6 separate regions of the Mus musculus genome follow, and regions 1, 3, 4, 5 and 6 are each linked to region 2. Evidence: chromatin contacts called from public Hi-C, HiChIP or PLAC-seq, Micro-C and promoter capture Hi-C data. All regions are on one chromosome and are shown on one strand. The core of a region is the stretch at or near the end of the contact, and the rest is flanking DNA. Distances in the headings are between cores, read along the strand shown.

Region 1 (2,700 bases), core at 36-2,535, 350 kb before region 2:
TTGTAGATTGATATCACTGGATCAGAACGTTTGAGTATAGACAATCCAGAGTCTTGAGGGAACAGACATGAGGGATCTTTAGGAGGAAGGAACTGGGATTTCTGAGGGGCCCCCTACCTCATAGGTCTCCTCATCTCCAGCCACCATGCCCACAGTCTTGATGAAGGGGTGGCCAGGGTTGTCCACTCCAGTCTGGATGCACTGATCTAGTGTCCAACCAGTGGGTGTGGTCTTGTCGCAGAGCCGTGCATAGACTGCTGGGGTCAGGTGACTGGCCATGCAGTTGTTGTGCTTTCGGAGGTCTGGGTACTCAGCGCTGGGAAGGGGGTACCCAGTAACCATGGAGGGAGGGCACAGGAGCCTAGACCTACTGATGTCAGCTGGGAGCTGTCCAGTGAGCCATGTCTGGCTTTGCTTATTGGAAGGAGGGGGAATTAGAGGTAGGCTAAATCTTGATAATCTCTTCAGGGATTTCCAGGGTCTTTTCTTTCCTAATAGTTCTAACACCTCAATTCCCCCTTGTCTACAGAGTTGCTTTTCTCTAGTGAGCATAACATTAGAGATGGGGGAGGGGAGAGACTCAGGAGAATTCGGGAGAACAAGGAGAATAGGTCGAGATTAAAAAAAAAAAAAAAAGCTTCTAGTCATCCAAAAAGGATTTGGGCAGTGGGTGAACCTAGAATTTGCAAAGGTAAAGCTGGTGTGGAGGCAGTGACATCGGGTGACATGTCCTTAGACATGTTCTTCCATTACAGGGCTAGGATCTCCAAACTGTACAGGAAATCCATCTTCGAGGCCTATCTTTTGCTCAGGTTATCCTCTCTACCTGTTCGGTTCCCATCACCACCACTACCACCCCCAGCCCCCACCTCGTGCATCTCAGGCTCTAATACCTCGGGGGATACAGTCTCCTCCGTTCAGCAGCGGCAGCTCCTACAGATTCCGGGCGGAGCAGAATCCCGGCGGTGAGAGACCCAGCTCCAGCCAAAGCCAGGAGCCTGAGTCCAGGGCGGGCAGACAGCAGACGGGAGAAGGGACCAGCCATGGCTTGGGGATGCGGCTACAAAGATTCAGAGCAGGATCTGGCGCAAGTCAGGAACTAGGAGGGAAGATGCAACCGGGTAGAGAGAGGACGGAGCTGGGTCGGAGACTGGAGCCAAAATAGGGGTCACGATGAAGGCTGAAGCTGAAGTGGCAGCCGGTGCCTACCAGGCTGCAGGAGAAGCGCAGCGAAGCAAGGAGCCAGCCAGAGCAGAGGGAGGCCCCAGCCGCAGTCTCCAGGGGTGGGGCTCACTCAGGCTCCGCCTTCCCGCCTGCCACCGCGCTAGGTGTGCGGGGGTGGGGTTGGGTAGCACTAGCCAGGTAATTAAGAAGACCGGAGATTTACTCCCTGAGGCTGGAGACAGACGCCCACCAAGGATGAGGGTGGTCAGATTTCAGCACTAAGTAGAGGACAGCACCACAGGGATTCCCGAACCTGAAACCCCCCTTCTTTCATACCCTCTCTGTTTAAATCTGAAACCCAATCCGTCTATTTTCTGGGTTTTAGGGGTGGGGGTGGGGAGGTTGACATTGCCCAGCCTCTTTTCTGAATTCGATCTGCACGCCATCTCTCCATTTTCCCCAGGAGAGTCAGCCGCAGGAAAACCACAGAATAAACAGATAGAGGAGGAAGACTGAGCGAGCTCAGGGGAAAGACAGCACAGCCTCAAGGTCACCTTCCCCTAAGAACCAGGAAGAGCACCAGGGAACTCCCAGCTACACCTATGCTTTCCTAATAAGATTGAGAAAGGATCCCTTAAGAATCAGAAAGCTATTGGCTCTTATCCTGTCTATTCTGTCTCCCAAACTCACTGCCTCCAAGTCTTCAGCTTGGCTATTTCCTGCCTCTCATTGGGGACCTGCTTTTTTTTTCTTTTTTTCCTCTACTCTAACCCCTGCTTCACCTTTGATCTTTTATTTCTCTTCTTCTTTTCCAGGCTTAAATCTGTTTGCTGTTCGAAGGACTCTTCCTGAGTAGTGTCTGAAAGCCTACCTGTTGATTGCTCTGGGTGTGGGGCTGGGGTTGGGCAGGGAATGGTGAGTTTCTTCTTCCTTCTCTTCCTTCTTCTCTGCAGCTGGCAGTTCCTGGACTGGAGGGGGAATATAAAGAGAGGAGGAGGGTGTGGTGAGATGACTGGGTGTGGAATGGAACAGGCAGGCACAGGTCTCCCGAACCACTCGTGCTTCCTCTCTTGGCTTGCTAAGGCAGTTTAATCTGGAGTGTGAAGGCTGGTAGTATCCAAGGGCATAAGGTCATCAGGGAGTCTCTGTCTTCTTCCTGGTCCGCTCTCTCTTTTGCGAAGTGCATACTCAGACTCAAGAGGGTTTGTTTCCACAGCTACGTGCTGGGCTAGGAGCAACTTGACTTTTATTAGTGCAGGAAGGGGAATGAAAGCTGAAGCTGAGATAGAGACCTGAGGTTTGGGTGCGGAGGGCCAGCCAAAGCAAAGCAGACATATTGCCATTAATATGTCTACCTTCAGCTTCCTGATGTTCCAGAAGACAGTAAGATATTTGGAAGTTGTAAGAAAGTACTTGGGAAAAAGAATTACCCTTCATAATCCCCACTGGCCCAACTAATATACATTCCTTTATTTCCCTCAAGTCCCCACCCCATATGTCTCCTTTCTGACCTTTCTCATTGGTGAGTATCCTTAG
Region 2 (2,700 bases), core at 121-2,620:
TCAACTCATTTACTAAGGAAGAGACCAAACATCTATAGAGCATGGTTAAATCTTTTATGAAAACTCGTCATGAGTCAGGTCTTATAATGTACTCACCACACAATAGAAAGAAATTAGGTAGACACCTGACAATTATAAAAAGCATTACAAAAAGAAGGACAGCCTTGGCTGTCCTGGAACTTGCTCTGTAGACCAGGCTGGTCTTGAACTCAAGAGAGCAGCCAGCCCCTGCCTCCTTAAAGTGCCGGGATTAAAGGTGTGTACCACCAGCAGCAACAGCAACATCTTAACACTAAAGGGTTTTATATAACAGGTGCTGCTTAGATACTGCAAAGACATTTAACTCCTCCTCTGCTATTTATTGACCTGAGCCTCTAAACCTGCTTACTCATTGGTCAGATGGGGAATATGTATGTGAAACAGCTATAAATCAACAAGGAAAGTTGAAAGTTAAGAGGAACTAACCTGGCTGAGTTTCAGCCTAAATTTAGAAGACCTTTCTAACCCTATGCACCTGGCTATTTACAACAATCCCATGTGGTAAGAACTGTAACCTCGCTTGCTAAGTGGGGGAAATAAGTGTGGCTTGAATGTGAAGGGTAAGAAAACGGGAGGATTCTTAAGGAGAAAATAACCCTCCGGAAGCAAAGCTCACCTGTGGAGATGGCCATGGAAGTTTAGAGAAGTGCGTTGTCAGAACAGTGGCTTCCCCGTTCACTTTCACTGCTGCCTCATCTGGGGGTGTCAGAGGCGGCAGGGGGCCAAAGTTAGTGTTAAAAGGTTAAAGTTACTACTTGGACTTTTTAGATAACGCGTCCCTTTTCCACCCTAATCAACATCTCCAAAACAACTCCAGAAATCGTTTTATATTTCTGCTTCAAGTGCGGAGAATGGGTGGGAGAAGGGATGAGGACCAGAGACATTGTCATCTCAGGGGACAGCAGAGGGAAGGTTAGGATGCAGGGAGATGAGGGAAGAGCCCGCAACGGCAGACACTCACTGAGTCTTCTCCAAAACATTTCTCGATTAAATTCCTCCGCTGTCTCCTGGGCTTCGCCGACTTGAGGAAGGCCGGATCACCCCGAAAGCAAAAGACAGGTGAGAGGAGCCCTGACCTGATGCCCTACATCCCTACCCGGAGCCCGGGATGCAGATTCCCATAACTCACCCCGTACTCGAGGCAGAAGTGACCGTAGCTCCTCTGCTAAGTGCCGGAGCTGCTCCAGAGGCGGAGCAAGGAAGGGGACTGCGGCTGTCGAGCTCGCCATCGCAGGCTCTCTCTGGGAACCAGCTAAGACGCTTAAGCCATTTGGCCCCGCCGCAGTACTTCCGGTGCTGAAAAACTCATCTCGTTTCCGGCAACACACAGCGCGTCCCGCCCCTTCCTTCTCAGTGTAGCGACCCCGCCTTCCCAGACAGCCCGGCCATCCGTCCACGCCTCCCCCCACCCCCAGAGACCCGCCCACTCAGGAACAAGACCACGCCTCCCCACTGGAAACCTGCCCACTCCCCGCTGGCCCGGCCTGGAGACCCAGCCACGCCTCCTTCACCTGCCCTCCCCGCAGATCTAGAGACTTTTTCCAGTCCCTGGCTACACCCCACTACCCCTCCCTCCATGACACTAGGCCACTCAAAAGACCCAGCCAGGCATCTTTTGACCTACTAGAGACCTGGCCACTCTTCTATGTAACTGAGCTTTTCCCCTGTAAATATGTCCGTGGCAGTGCCTGCAGAGGCCAGAGAGGGAATCAGATCCCCAGGACCCGGAGTTACACTGTGTGAGTGAAGGGAATCGAACCTGTGACCTTTGGAAGAGCAGCCAGCACTCTTAACTGCTGACTCCAGCTCCCTGGTGACTCTTTCTCCAAGCCCCCAAACCAGGCCCACTTTCTGGCTCCCATATGTTTATCAACATTGCAGATCCGTTTGTGATATTTCTTTGTTAATACTTATCTTTTATTATTTTTTAATCACATGTAAGTCTGTGCACATATGAATGTAGGTGCCCACAGTGGCTCTGGCCTGGAGCTAGAGTTACAGGCAGTTGTGAGCATCTGACATGGTTGCTAGGGATTGAACTCGGGTCTTCTGGAGGTAAAGTACATGCTCTTAACCACTGATCTCTCCAACCCATTGTTTATGGCTACCATTCATTCATTTATTTGATTAGTTGAAAACAACCTTGGCTAAGGAAGCAGAAAGCCCATGATCGGTGGGGAAACAGGCTGGGAAGTCAAGTCTCAGGAGCAGTAAAGGTCCAGGACAAGTTTCCACAGGCTCCCTAGGCAGAAAATGACATCCTGAACTCCAAGTTCGGGCTGGATGCTTTTCACAGGATGACCCTAATAAACACAGTAGTACCAAGGGACACAGTGACACAGAGACCCCACTGTGGCAATCTTCTTGATTAGGGCTCTTTGCCTCCTGAGGAAGAATCAATTGTTAGACTTTTCTGCAGTCCACACAGCAAGAATCAGTAGTAAACATTTCCAACATTCAGATGTCCAAGGAGTGACTGCTTCCTGAAGCTCACCCACTGATACTGGCTTTCCCATCTGCCACAGGGCAGAGATCTGAGCCACAAATGTGGAGGCTGGACTTCTTCCAGGCTGCTAGCTGTAAGCCATGGACTTCAGGAGCTCAGATGACTTTTTAACTGCACCATGAATATTCCAAGTTCAGTGGAGTTCAATGTCCACA
Region 3 (2,700 bases), core at 46-2,545, 280 kb after region 2:
AGTGCTATTTGTGTGATGGTTTGGATTTCAAAAAGTGAAAACTATTTCCTAAACTACTAAAGTGTTACAGAAGTGACAGACAACCAAGAGAAGGCCATTTTGGCTAACTTAGACGCTAGGTGAACACCAGGGTTCAGGGGTCTGACGTGCGTGTTCAAGCTGACTTTGATATTCTTCTGTCTCTGCCTGCCAAGCACTGGGATTGCAAGCATCCACTAAATCCAGCACAGAATTAAGTTTTCAAAACTCCCTTTTCTTCTCCTTGGCAGTATGCTAGAGGGATTCCTGCTCCATCTACTGCCTATCACCAAGTGGTCTTCCTTTGAATGAGAGGAACACAGGGCCAATACACTGCTACTTTGTTTTGGAGGAAACTATAGATCCTATATCTTGATTTTTTTTTCTTTCCTTTTACTAAGGAGTATCATCCGAAAGCCTATTATATTTTTCAAAATAAGGGACCTGACAGGAAGTGTAGCCAGAGGGTTAACCAGCCAGTGTGTGTGGAGGAGGGTCGGGGGAGTGTGTCTAGGAATGCCATACTCTTCCAGAAGCTAATCATGAATCCTGACCTCTCAAGTAAAAGAAGTTGAGATATTCCCCTGCTGTAAACTCTTTAATACAATACGTAAGGGATTCAATACAAGTCTGATGGACATTTGATGATTTTATAACATGCCTCAGCATGAACTCTGTCCTCAATTGTCAGTTGATGAAAAAGTTGGCCAATGGTAAAGAGTCAGCCTTTTGAGTAAAAGAGGGGAAGGGGTGGGGAGCTAAGTAGGCCGGGCGCACCCCTTTAATCCCAGCACTCCGGAAGCAAAGGCAAGATAATCTATGAGGTCGAAGTCAGCCTGGTCTACAGAGTGGCCAGGCTATACAGAGAAATCATGTCTCAGAAAAAACAAAAAGGTCAAAACACAAGGTTACTCACTTTATTTTGGTTGAGGAGGGAGTGACTCAAAAAGCTCTACAGTCATGGTCTAAGGCTGTGCTTATGACAGGTGTCTGGTCTCATAGGCTGGTCTCTTAGAGTTGGTCACTTTTCCTGTCTGGTCCCTCTTTCAGACCCGGGTCTCCTCAGGCAGTTCATCTTATCACATTGCTCCAGGGGCCAGGAAATCAGAGAAAGGCGCCTCGCCGCCCTGCAGGCCTGGCTGGCTGGGCAGATCTTCCCGGGCCGCCAGAGCCCCACCCCTCAAGGACCCGCCCCGTCGTCCAACGGTCGATCCCGGTCGCCGGCTCCGCCCCTCCCGGCTGCCCGTGGCGCGAGTGCGCCTGCTCAGTAGCCTCAGAGCGCCTGCACAGGGATGGCGGCCGTTTTAGAGTCGCTGCTGCGCGAAGAGGTGCCGGTCGCAGCCGCCGTGCGGTGGATCGCGCGCAGCACCCCGAGTTCGGAGGTAACAGTGCGGACACGCCCTCAAGCCTGCCTGGAATGTGCTTCCCGCGGGGGATGATGCTTCAGTCCCTTCTCCCAGCCTGCCCTGCCTGACGGCCCGCGCCAAGGGCGCTCGCTCCTCTGCGCGCCGCTGCCGGGCCGCCCACCCTGCGGCCTCAGCCGCTGACGGCCCGCGCTGTCAGCTGACGCTCTCGCCCCGCGACCTCTGCTTCTTCCTCAGGATAGCTCCGAGGTGGCCGCTCTGAGCGCACTTCGGCCTCTGCGGAAGGAATTCGTGCCGTTCCTGCTGAACTTCCTGAGGGAGCAGAGCAGCCGGGTCCTCCCGCAGGGCCCCTCAACCCCCGCCAAGACCCCAGTCGCCTCGGCAGCCTTGCCAGCGAGGCAGGGGGCCCCGGCACGGGGTGGCCGTGGGGCGCGCAGCCAGCTTTTCCCTGCAGCCGAGCCCCTCAGCGCCGCCGCCGAGGCACCTCTGGCCCGCCGTGCGGGCCGCAGGCGGGGTCCGGGACCGGGGCCGTCCCGCGAACGAGGCGGTCGGGGCTCCGGGGCCGCGGAGGAGGGGGCGAGTGGCGAGAGCCCGCCTTGGGCCGGAGGCCGGAAGCCTAAGGGCTCAGGCAGCCCTGGCAGCCCCAGACTGTCGCTCTCTGATCCGCCAAACCTCAGCAACTTGGAGGAGTTCCCTCCCGTAGGCACCGTTCCTCCGGGCTCTGCAGGGTGAGAATCGGTCCTTATTGCAAGATGTTCGCTAAAGCCGAGCTTGGTGCCCCACAGTAGAGTGCGCGATGGTTAGAAGGTTGAGGGTGAAGAAACCACAATGGGGGAGGGTTTAAAAGGGGCCCAACTGTTATGGATGGAATGATGCTTGAAGATAGAAAATTGGAAAAAAACAAAAAACTGTGACTACTCTCAGCAGAACGAAGCCTTCTCGAAGGATCAACCCAACTCCGGTGAGCGAAGAGCGGTCACTGTCCAAGCCCAAGACCTGCTTCACCTCACCCCCAATCAGCTGTGTCCCCAGTTCCCAACCCTCAACCCTGGACACTAGCCCTTGGGGCCTTGGCCTTCCCCCAGGGTGCAGAAGTCTGCAAGAGGAGCGGGAGATGCTCAGGAAGGCGCGGTATGGCTTTGCCGCCACCTGGGATGTCAACTTCCTCCTTATGCGGGACTTGCAGGGATTTTTCCTGAACTTGATTTCTCCCTTCGGGATTCTGGGTTTGCTTCTTGGGCTGTTGATGTCTTCTCTGGCAGAACCTGAATGTGAATGTCGCTGGTAAAGCCAGGCTGATTAATCATGACATCTCCTC
Region 4 (2,700 bases), core at 172-2,671, 380 kb after region 2:
TTAAGAGTAAGTGGTCAATGTTGCTATCCTACAAATCCTAAAAGACAGTTTGGAAAGGACCTCCTCCTAGACAGCAGCTACTCCCAGGAGGCCCCCAGCCCTGAGTCACCACAGGCAGTGATATAAAGCCAGATGTTTAAAAAGTCATTTACCAATCAAAACACAGCAATTTGGGGTACACTCTTTTGTGTTCCTCCTATCTCACTGCTCTCATTCGGTCTAAACTTTTAAAAGCAGATGGCCTCTAAAAGGACAAACCTAACCCATACAGAACCATTTTCGTCATAGGAGACAATGCCCTTTTTGACCTCTGTTCCCATTTACCAAGGTATCTTGTGTACTGGACAGTTAAAAAAAACCTGCTAATTCCAATACATGTCATCTGGTCTAGACCCACACTCTGCCAGTTTTATCACCCATCACTCTTCCGCTTCAACCCAAGCAGGTGTCCAAGGCTTCCATCTACACCCTAAGAGCAGAGATTTGCTCTTTCTTCCTGTTCTTGGAGGACTCTGCACTTCTTCTCCTTACTTGTCAGAAAACTCAAAGATCATTCACAACAGCTCTTTGACACCAACTTTTGTGCAAAGCATTCTCTGACTTCCCAAGTGAGAGGAAAAGAGGATGAAGTGTGCAGCTTCACACTGGATGCCTCAAGGGCTGAGGGGTGCAGAATCAGGCTCCTACACAAGGAACTAGCTAGCATGGAGGACACCAAGAAGAGATGTCTGGAGAAACTTCCCCTATGTCACAGTTCAGTCTTTAAATCACACCAACTACTGAGCACAGGTTGAGAGTGTACTTTCTCTGGGCCTTTATTTTCCTTCCATATCCTGATAATTCTTTTTCCTATGTCCTCTTGGAGCAATCCCATGTGTATATACGGACACAACAGCCTCCAGTCCTCACTTGGGTACTCCCAGAACACCAAAAGTAGTGGAGTCTGCCCATCCTTTTGTACTTCCTCACGTCATGCTCCGTGAGAAAGGCCCTACTACGTGCACCAAGACCCAAGCCAGGGTCCCTAGAAACTAGTTGGCAGGTCACCAAGGACATGCACACAGGGCAGCGACTCCTGGAGCCACACAAGAACTGCTATCTCCTAGGACGCGAAGCCCTGTCCCTCCAGGCCTTCTGGACCCTGAGCCTCCATGACAATCTGTGTCTGATTTTTTTTTTTTCTCCACGCCAGTCCACCCTGAGGAAGGCAGGGACCTCGCACTCCTCTCAGCTCACTTGACCCCTCAGGCGCCCCCTCCTGACAGACTCACCGCTTGCTGAGAGGCCGGACCCTCACGGCCACCTGCACATTCGCCATCCCTCCGCCACAACCCAAGACCCACACAGCGGTCCGGCGGAAGCATCCCTGGCCGGCGTCCAGCGAACAGACCCAGCCACAGGCACTGCAAGAGCCACAGACTGCCCCGCCCGTCCCACGCGCCTCCCGACCGCAGCCCAAGCCTCGCCCTAGGGGGCGGGGCCCACTAGGTATCAACCAATCCTGAGACAGATGGGGGTGGGCCTCCTTGCCTTGCTCCACCCTCTCACTTCTCTGGACGCTCCCGCCCGAGTGCAAGGAAACGCCAGACAGGGGCGGGGCCTGCGGAGCCTTAGCCAATCCTGAGGCAGGTGGGCTGAGCAACCTGGTCTCGTTCTACCCCTCGCACCGCTGACTGTCCTACGCAAGCTGTAGTATCTCTTTTGTTCTAAAATCTGGTGACTGAATTTCTGGTTAATACTTGAAAGTTCATGAAGGAAATTAGTAATTTTATTTTTTACCCTATTGGTCTGCTATGTCAAAACTGCGGCTAAATTTTAAGGTCAAAAATAAAGTGGAGCCTATCGTAGAGGCTGAGGCAAGAATATTTTGAATTCAAGGTTAGCCTACATGGTGAGTTGAAGTCAGCCTGGAGTTCAGCGTGAAGTCCCGTCTCAAAACAACAACAATGAAATGAGAAAAACAAATGATTTTGTAATTCTAAGGTGCGTTTAAATGAAGAGGCTTGGGGCTGGTGAGATGGCTCAGTGAGTAAGAGCACCCGACTGCTCTTTCGAAGGTCTGGAGTTCAAATCCCAGCAACTACATGGTGGCTCACAACCATCCGTAACAAGATCTGACTCCTTCTTCTGGAGTGTCTGAAGACAGCTACAGTGTACTTACATATAATAAATAAATAAATCTTAAAAAAAAAAAAAAAAAAGGTGTGGGCTGTCATGCCCAGCCTAAAAAAAAAAAAAAAAAAAAATGAAGAGGCTTTTTTTTTCTTCTTTCTTTCTTTTTTTTTTTTCCTAACTTACTGACAAATTTCTCTCGGTTGCCCTGTAACTTCACTACCACCCTAAGCAGTATTTATAGTACATACAGAGCAAATGCTGTCTGATCAGAGCTGGTTTATTCAAATAAGAAATAGCTATTTATAGCTGTAAAGCCTGAAGCCCAGCTCTGAGACCTGGGGTGCTGATGAACACTTAACAATTCCAACACTGGGGAGTTCCAAGACCTCCACACAGGAAGCTCCCATGTCTCACAACAGCAAAAACAGAAACAAGGGTCCGTTTCTGATGGTGACAAATTTGTGTCCACTGAAGACTACTAAATCGTCAAACATCATGATTAGAGAGAGGTGGGGTAGGGTTAGCCATTGTATTATTAATATTAGGGTTAGAGTTTATATAAGCTGGAGAGTGGTTCTGCAAGCC
Region 5 (2,700 bases), core at 14-2,513, 490 kb after region 2:
GTGCTTTTCAAGTTACAGAGGAGACAGAACTTCCGCAGAAGTGACTGCGCCATTTCTCTTTCAGGTAGTGAATGACCTTGTGTTCAGTGGCTCCAGCGACCAGTCGGTGCATGCTCACAACATCCATGTAAGCTGTGCGGCTGCAGTGGAAGGGTTTTACATGGGAGTCTAAAGCTTGGAGGCTTCCTCAGACCCTTGGTTCTTACATCTGACCCGCTCATTAGCTAGTAAAGCCCCGTGTGCATGTGTGTGCTCTTGGGTGATTTCAAACCTGGAAATCCTATCCTCATCGAAAAGAACTAATCAGAGAAAGACTCAGATTGTATGGAAGGTTTCATTTGAATGCCTGTTTTGAACTTGGGGCTCTTAGCGAGTATTTAAATTAGAACAGATTCAAACTATTGCGAGCCGACCCTCAGGTCTCAGAGGCAAGCAGCTGGTCTGTAGATGGCTTTGGGCCATCCTGACATGTTACTTGGGACCAGTGAAATGGTAATAGAGTGCAGCTTGGCTATTATTTCTTATTTCAGATTGTTTGTTTGTATATTGCATTTGCATATATAAAATAAATATGTTGGGTATAAATATAAAAGTTATTTGATATATACATAGCCTGAAGATAATTCTGTTTTTAATGTGTCTAAGTTTTGACTGTGACCTGGCACATGGTATGCTTTCACCTGCGATTGATGCCTCTGCTCTGAAGTTGTAGATTCTGGAGCATTTCTGATACTTGGATCAGGGATAGTCATACTTCAAAAAGAGAGGAGCAGGCGAATGCCTCAGCAGGTGAAGGTGCTTACCACAAAACCTGATGAGATATGTTCGGTCCCCTTAACCCATTTGGTAGAAGGAGAGAACTGACCTCCAGTTGTCCTCTGACCTCCAGAGTGTGTGCTGTGGCATGTGTGCCTATACAGATACACAAAGTCAGGAAATGTTTTCTGTTCTGTTTTATTTTGTTTTCCTGAGACAGGGTTTCTCTGTGTAGCCCTGGCTATCCTGGAAAAACTGTCTGTAGCTCAGGCTGTCCTGGAACTCAGATTCATCCACCTGCCTCTGCCTCCCCAGTGCTGGGATCAAAGGCGTGCCTCTCCGCCACCTGGTTTGTCCATAAATGTTAAAGTCTGAGGATATGTGTAATGTTTGTGCAGCTAATGGTGCCTTGAGAGTAAAACCGGGAGCTGTTAGCATTAGAAGAGCTGCATTGTTTACCTCAGAGTCTCCCCTTAGAACTTTGCAATCAATGATTGTGGCTGGAATCCTAAAGCTCAGCCTGTTGACTGCCTCCTCTTTTCTGATGCAGACTGGGGAGCTTGTGCGCATCTATAAAGGCCACAACCATGCAGTCACTGTGGTGAATATTCTGGGGAAAGTGATGGTGACTGCTTGCCTGGACAAGTTTGTTCGTGTCTATGAGTTACAGGTAGGATTAGGTCCACATACTTTGTATAACTTCTTTGAGGTGATTGTGCTGGTGTGAGATTGGGATCCACATTTACAGAAGCCTTCTACCATGATTAGGAAGCAGCCAGGCCAAGGACTGCACTCAGATACCACTCTGAGATACTTGATCACGCTCCTGGTTGTCAAAATTAATATTTTTGTATTGCCTTTCTTTCTCTTATGGGTGGTGGGTGACTAGGTGGACAGGAATTGAGACGGGTTGTGTAGCCCTGTGTAGCTAAGAATCTTTGGACTCCTGACCCACTGCCTTCTCTTTCCAAGTGCTGAGCTTAGTGTCATCTTTGACAAAACTTACAGGCTTTCTGGAGAGCATCTGTAGCCCCTTAAAACCTGTCCAGTCTTCCCTACAATGGTAGCTTTATCAAGTCCTCCGCTGACTAATTGATTCTCTAATTGTTTTTCTTCTGCTTAAGTCCCATGATCGACTGCAAGTTTATGGAGGGCACAAAGACATGATTATGTGTATGACCATCCATAAGAGTGTGGTGGGTATTGCTTGCTTTTCAAGTCTTTCTTTGCCTTTGTGTTTACTTAGAACTCCATATGCTGATAATAATGTGTCTACTAAGTAACATCTTCCCAACTTGATTGTGATGCGCCCCGTTACTGTTTACTGAGTGCTTTGCTTGTGTTAAGGAGTAACCCAACAATGTTGTTGAACATTCTATTTCCATTAATAGCTAAAATAAGTGCAGTAAAATCTGTTCCTACAGCTAAGTGGAAGATGCAATTAGATGCTTTAAAAAAAAACAAAAAACCAAAAACACTTGCTTTTGCAGACATGCTGTGAACAGGACACTGGAAACATAGTCAGAATATTTGGCCAGTGTGGCATAGTTAGAGGCAACTCACCTGACCCTACTTAACTTTCTTCTTTGTTTTTAGACAAGGTTTTACTGTGTAATGGTAGCCTTGTTAGGCCTAGAACTCATTGTGCAGACCAGGCTAGCTTCAAACTCAGAGAGATCAACCTGCCTCTCTCTCCTCAGTGCTGGGATTAAAGCCATCCCACCTGGCTCCCTGTTTAACTTAGGGTTTTAATTGTGAGGTCGAATGAGGATGGATGTTTTCAAGATCTTGAGTAGTGAAGCCCTTTCTTGGCAATGCAAACAGACTCCCAGTTTGTTAGCAGCACTGTCCCAGTGCAGAATACATGGGAACATTGAAGCCTGCCATCCTTGCTGTGAGCCACAGGTCAAGGATGACCCTCTGAGGGGCTTTGACCAGGTCTTA
Region 6 (2,700 bases), core at 10-2,509, 400 kb after region 2:
CGCACCATCACATACTGCTTTTACTTGGGCGTTAGGGATCTAAATTCAGCCCTCCATATGGTTGACACGAGAGACTTGGGAGTCTTAGGAGCTGGAAGCAGGAAGATGGCTCAGTGTTCAAGGCTAGCCTAGGATAGAGTGAGGACACCTCTCCATTAAAAAAAAGGAAACACCTAAAAAGACTAAAAAATCTTCCAGTATCTCTCAGCAAGCTGGAAGAATTAGATCCCATTACCCTCTCCTCTTTGCCATATCATCTTATAAAGTGAGTTAACAGCCAGGCATGGCGGTACACACCTGTAATGCCAGGGATAGTGAGTTACAGACCATCTAGGGCTACACAGCAAGACTCGGTCTCTAAATAAATAGTGCTAAAATAATAAGGGTGAACTGTGATGGCATTACGCTGTGAAAGATTTTGGCCTTTTCTTGGAGGCCCAGCATTGCTTCATACATCACCTGGTTGCTATGAGAACAAAGTTAAGCCCCCAGCCCACAGGAACAAGGTCCGGATGCCCTTTGGCTGACATGTAATCTTACTGTTAATGTTTGAATGACCCAATCCCATACCTTTGTTAAAATTCCTCGCATCCCTATCCCTTTTTCTTTTACAAAAACCCCTAGCTCTGGAGACTCGGGGTCGACTCCCCTGCCTCCTGTGTGAGGTACGTGTCGGCCCAGAGCTCTGCCAATAAAGCCTCGTGTGTATTGCAACAAGAAGGATTCTTGTGTGTTCGTGGGTGCACCCTATCCCTGGACTAGAGTAGGAGTCCCCATATCGGGGGTCCTACAGAAGAACTGTATTAAAGGGTCGCAGCCTTAGGAACACTTGTTCTAGAGGTAGTGTCACTGGAAGAAAAAAAAAGTGGAGCGCTGTTCCATCTCCCACAAACCGTCCTGGGATAACCCGCAGGCACTCAAAACAGAGTGCTCAGTCACTCAGTGCACCAGCCACTCAGTCCCTCACACTCGAAGAACCCACGGGAGTATGGTCACAGTCCTCAGCTGGCTCACTCACGCCCGCATAACCAGGACCACCACCTCACAGCAGAATTCTGTCGCCACCTTGATGACGCCATCGCCGCCCCCACGTACCTTAGTGACTATGCCCGAAGCTACCAAGTGGTTTAGCAGTAACCCAGCTGCAGTCTGCGAGGACGCTGGGTCCCACGGGTTGGCGGCCGCCATGGCTTCCGCACACCTCTGGAACTGGCGCGAGGAGTGAGGGGCAACACCGCGAACAGGCGCGCGGTTTGATGATGTCACAGGGCGTTCCTGCCCGGGCGGAAGCCCTGGGAGCGCGTCTCAGGCGAGCGCGGGTCCCCGGTGTTCCCTGGCGGAGTCTTCTTTGCACTGAGCGGTAGGAGGCGAGTCTCAAGCTCCCTGTTCCGGCAGCAGCTATCGGAGGCTCCCTGGCCCTTAGCTCTGCTGCCAAAGCATCAGGACCTTGTGGTAGCGCTGCCTGCTCGCCTGTTTTCTCCTTGCCACTCTTGGGCTGGCCCCAGGGAAGTAGGGATAGGCAGAAGGTGACAATTGGGACAGGAGACCCAAACGGGAGATTTAGCGACGACTGTATGTCTAGACTAGGCGGTGACAGCTATGCTTCTTTTCCTGCAGGGAACTGAGCCGTGGCGCTAGGATGGGTAACAGTGCTCTCCGTGCTCATGTGGAAACAGCGCAGAAAACTGGTGTCTTTCAGCTTAAAGACCGTGGTCTGACCGAGGTGAGACCTGAGGGGACCGGACCAAGAAACTAAAAGGGCTAGGGTTGGCGGGGTGGCGAAGACTATTGGTGCAGGATTTTTCCAAACTGTGAGCTCCTTTCTCCAGTTCCCCTCAGAGTTGCAGAAGCTGACAAGCAATCTTAGGACCATCGATTTATCCAACAACAAGATTGACAGCCTACCGCCTCTGATAATAGGAAAGTTCACTCTGCTAAAGAGCCTCTCCCTCAACAACAACAAACTGAGTATGGAATTTGTGTCTGGGCAGCTTTTGCTAGTAATCAGCAGTTATGAAGGGTGTTTTTCCTGTTAGATGATTTTTGTTATGAAATCATTTTAGGGGATGCAGAATGTTAGAGTATTGAAGCTTTAATCTCTTGTAATTAAATATAAAAGCCTCTTTGGGTGGTATAATGATTATTACTAGGTTAATTTGGACCTGGAAGACCTTTGGGAATCGATATAAACAGTTATCTAATTTCGGGGCAGGGTGGAATGGGAGGATCTTTTAAACTCCCTCAGATCGTTTTTAGAATACAGCTAAGCAAAAGGAACCCCTTACACACATACACAATTTTCTGCATTTTGATGGCTTCTTAACCTCCCAAACAGTTTGTGAAACCTAAACATGACCTGTGAGAATTCTATGTAAGAAGCCAGACCTGGTGACTTAGACCTACAGTAGCCCCAGCTACTCAGAGGTTGAGGCAGAAAGATCTTAATTTCAAGGCTATCCTAGACAACTTAATGAGATCCTGTCTCAAAAACAAGATGAAGCAGGCTACCATACTGTCTTTTTATAAATGTCATTAATTCTATCGGATTTGTTTTTTAATTTCTTCTTCACCAGCTGTTCTACCTGATGAATTATGCAATCTGAAAAAACTAGAGACACTAAGTCTCAACAACAATCACCTGAGAGAGCTACCATCTACCTTTGGGCAGTTGTCTGCCCTGAAGACGCTGAGCCTCTCTGG

Evidence for each region. Promoter capture Hi-C pulls out the DNA fragments that hold promoters and counts their contacts. A called contact is a pair of places that touch in the nucleus more often than the background predicts. HiChIP or PLAC-seq counts read pairs in DNA pulled down with a chosen protein or histone mark. Capture Hi-C pulls out chosen DNA fragments and counts their contacts.
Region 1: a contact with region 2 is called in a promoter capture Hi-C map of embryonic stem cells, with 2.7 times the contacts expected there. The contact joins the promoter of Ckmt1 here to the promoter of Ccndbp1 in region 2. A contact is called at or near these places in 7 of 39 promoter capture datasets (the 3T3-L1 cell line, the C10 cell line, the HPC-7 cell line and 3 more), 1 of 484 Hi-C or Micro-C datasets (embryonic stem cells) and 3 of 9 other capture datasets (adipose tissue, liver and pancreatic islet).
Region 3: a promoter capture Hi-C map of adipose tissue shows a contact between it and region 2. The contact joins the promoter of Cdan1 here to the promoter of Ccndbp1 in region 2. A contact is called at or near these places in 10 of 39 promoter capture datasets (the 3T3-L1 cell line, the C10 cell line, embryonic stem cells and 6 more), 1 of 484 Hi-C or Micro-C datasets (embryonic stem cells), 5 of 115 datasets of contacts at active chromatin or transcription factors (the NIH/3T3 cell line, the SCID.adh cell line, embryonic stem cells and 1 more) and 3 of 9 other capture datasets (adipose tissue, liver and pancreatic islet).
Region 4: a Hi-C map of embryonic stem cells shows a contact between it and region 2, with 4 times the contacts expected there. The contact joins the promoter of Stard9 here to the promoter of Ccndbp1 in region 2. A contact is called at or near these places in 5 of 39 promoter capture datasets (cranial neural crest, embryonic stem cells, fetal liver and 2 more), 3 of 484 Hi-C or Micro-C datasets (all in embryonic stem cells), 1 of 115 datasets of contacts at active chromatin or transcription factors (embryonic stem cells) and 1 of 9 other capture datasets (liver).
Region 5: an H3K27ac HiChIP or PLAC-seq map of embryonic stem cells shows a contact between it and region 2, with 2.1 times the contacts expected there. The contact joins the enhancer-like site here to the promoter of Ccndbp1 in region 2. A contact is called at or near these places in 6 of 39 promoter capture datasets (the C10 cell line, cranial neural crest, hippocampal neurons and 2 more), 2 of 484 Hi-C or Micro-C datasets (cortical neurons and liver) and 1 of 115 datasets of contacts at active chromatin or transcription factors (embryonic stem cells).
Region 6: a Micro-C map of embryonic stem cells shows a contact between it and region 2, with 6 times the contacts expected there. The contact joins the promoter of Haus2 here to the promoter of Ccndbp1 in region 2. A contact is called at or near these places in 1 of 484 Hi-C or Micro-C datasets (embryonic stem cells), 1 of 115 datasets of contacts at active chromatin or transcription factors (memory CD8 T cells) and 1 of 9 other capture datasets (liver).

What each region holds. Positions count from the first base shown.
Region 1 is chr2:121,357,195-121,359,894 of GRCm38.p6, reverse strand. Ckmt1 (creatine kinase, mitochondrial 1, ubiquitous) reads right to left here and starts at 1,285. Exons shown (of 9, transcript NM_009897.3): 1 at 894-1,285; 2 at 118-316. The coding sequence starts at 1,045. Gm33947 (a long non-coding RNA gene) reads left to right here and starts at 1,076. Exons shown (of 2, transcript XR_374934.4): 1 at 1,076-1,713; 2 at 1,980-2,080.
Region 2 is chr2:121,007,078-121,009,777 of GRCm38.p6, reverse strand. It overlaps Ccndbp1 (cyclin D-type binding-protein 1), which reads right to left and starts at 1,370. Exons shown (of 11, transcript NM_010761.2): 1 at 1,169-1,370; 2 at 1,001-1,060; 3 at 656-735. The coding sequence starts at 1,268. It overlaps Tmem62 (transmembrane protein 62), which reads right to left. Exons shown (of 14, transcript NM_175285.3): 14 at 1,935-2,700. The coding sequence ends at 2,633.
Region 3 is chr2:120,730,112-120,732,811 of GRCm38.p6, reverse strand. It overlaps Cdan1 (congenital dyserythropoietic anemia, type I (human)), which reads left to right and starts at 1,295. Exons shown (of 28, transcript NM_026891.2): 1 at 1,295-1,400; 2 at 1,620-2,110; 3 at 2,307-2,513. The coding sequence starts at 1,311.
Region 4 is chr2:120,627,842-120,630,541 of GRCm38.p6, reverse strand. It overlaps Stard9 (START domain containing 9), which reads right to left and starts at 1,421. Exons shown (of 33, transcript NM_001370940.1): 1 at 1,272-1,421. The coding sequence starts at 1,318.
Region 5 is chr2:120,512,869-120,515,568 of GRCm38.p6, reverse strand. It overlaps Zfp106 (zinc finger protein 106), which reads left to right. Exons shown (of 22, transcript NM_011743.3): 17 at 65-127; 18 at 1,307-1,426; 19 at 1,881-1,952. Among named protein-coding and RNA genes, the nearest start is that of 4931402G19Rik, 45 kb to the right of the region's middle. Within about 2 kb of position 1,263, at least 7 of the 459 cell types and tissues checked have an H3K27ac peak or open chromatin away from gene starts, as enhancers often do. A contact at or near this core is called in embryonic stem cells, where this site is marked.
Region 6 is chr2:120,607,941-120,610,640 of GRCm38.p6, reverse strand. It overlaps Haus2 (HAUS augmin-like complex, subunit 2), which reads right to left and starts at 1,259. Exons shown (of 6, transcript NM_025475.3): 1 at 1,096-1,259. The coding sequence starts at 1,188. It overlaps Lrrc57 (leucine rich repeat containing 57), which reads left to right and starts at 1,283. Exons shown (of 6, transcript NM_001159612.1): 1 at 1,283-1,526; 2 at 1,618-1,723; 3 at 1,830-1,968; 4 at 2,574-2,700. The coding sequence starts at 1,640.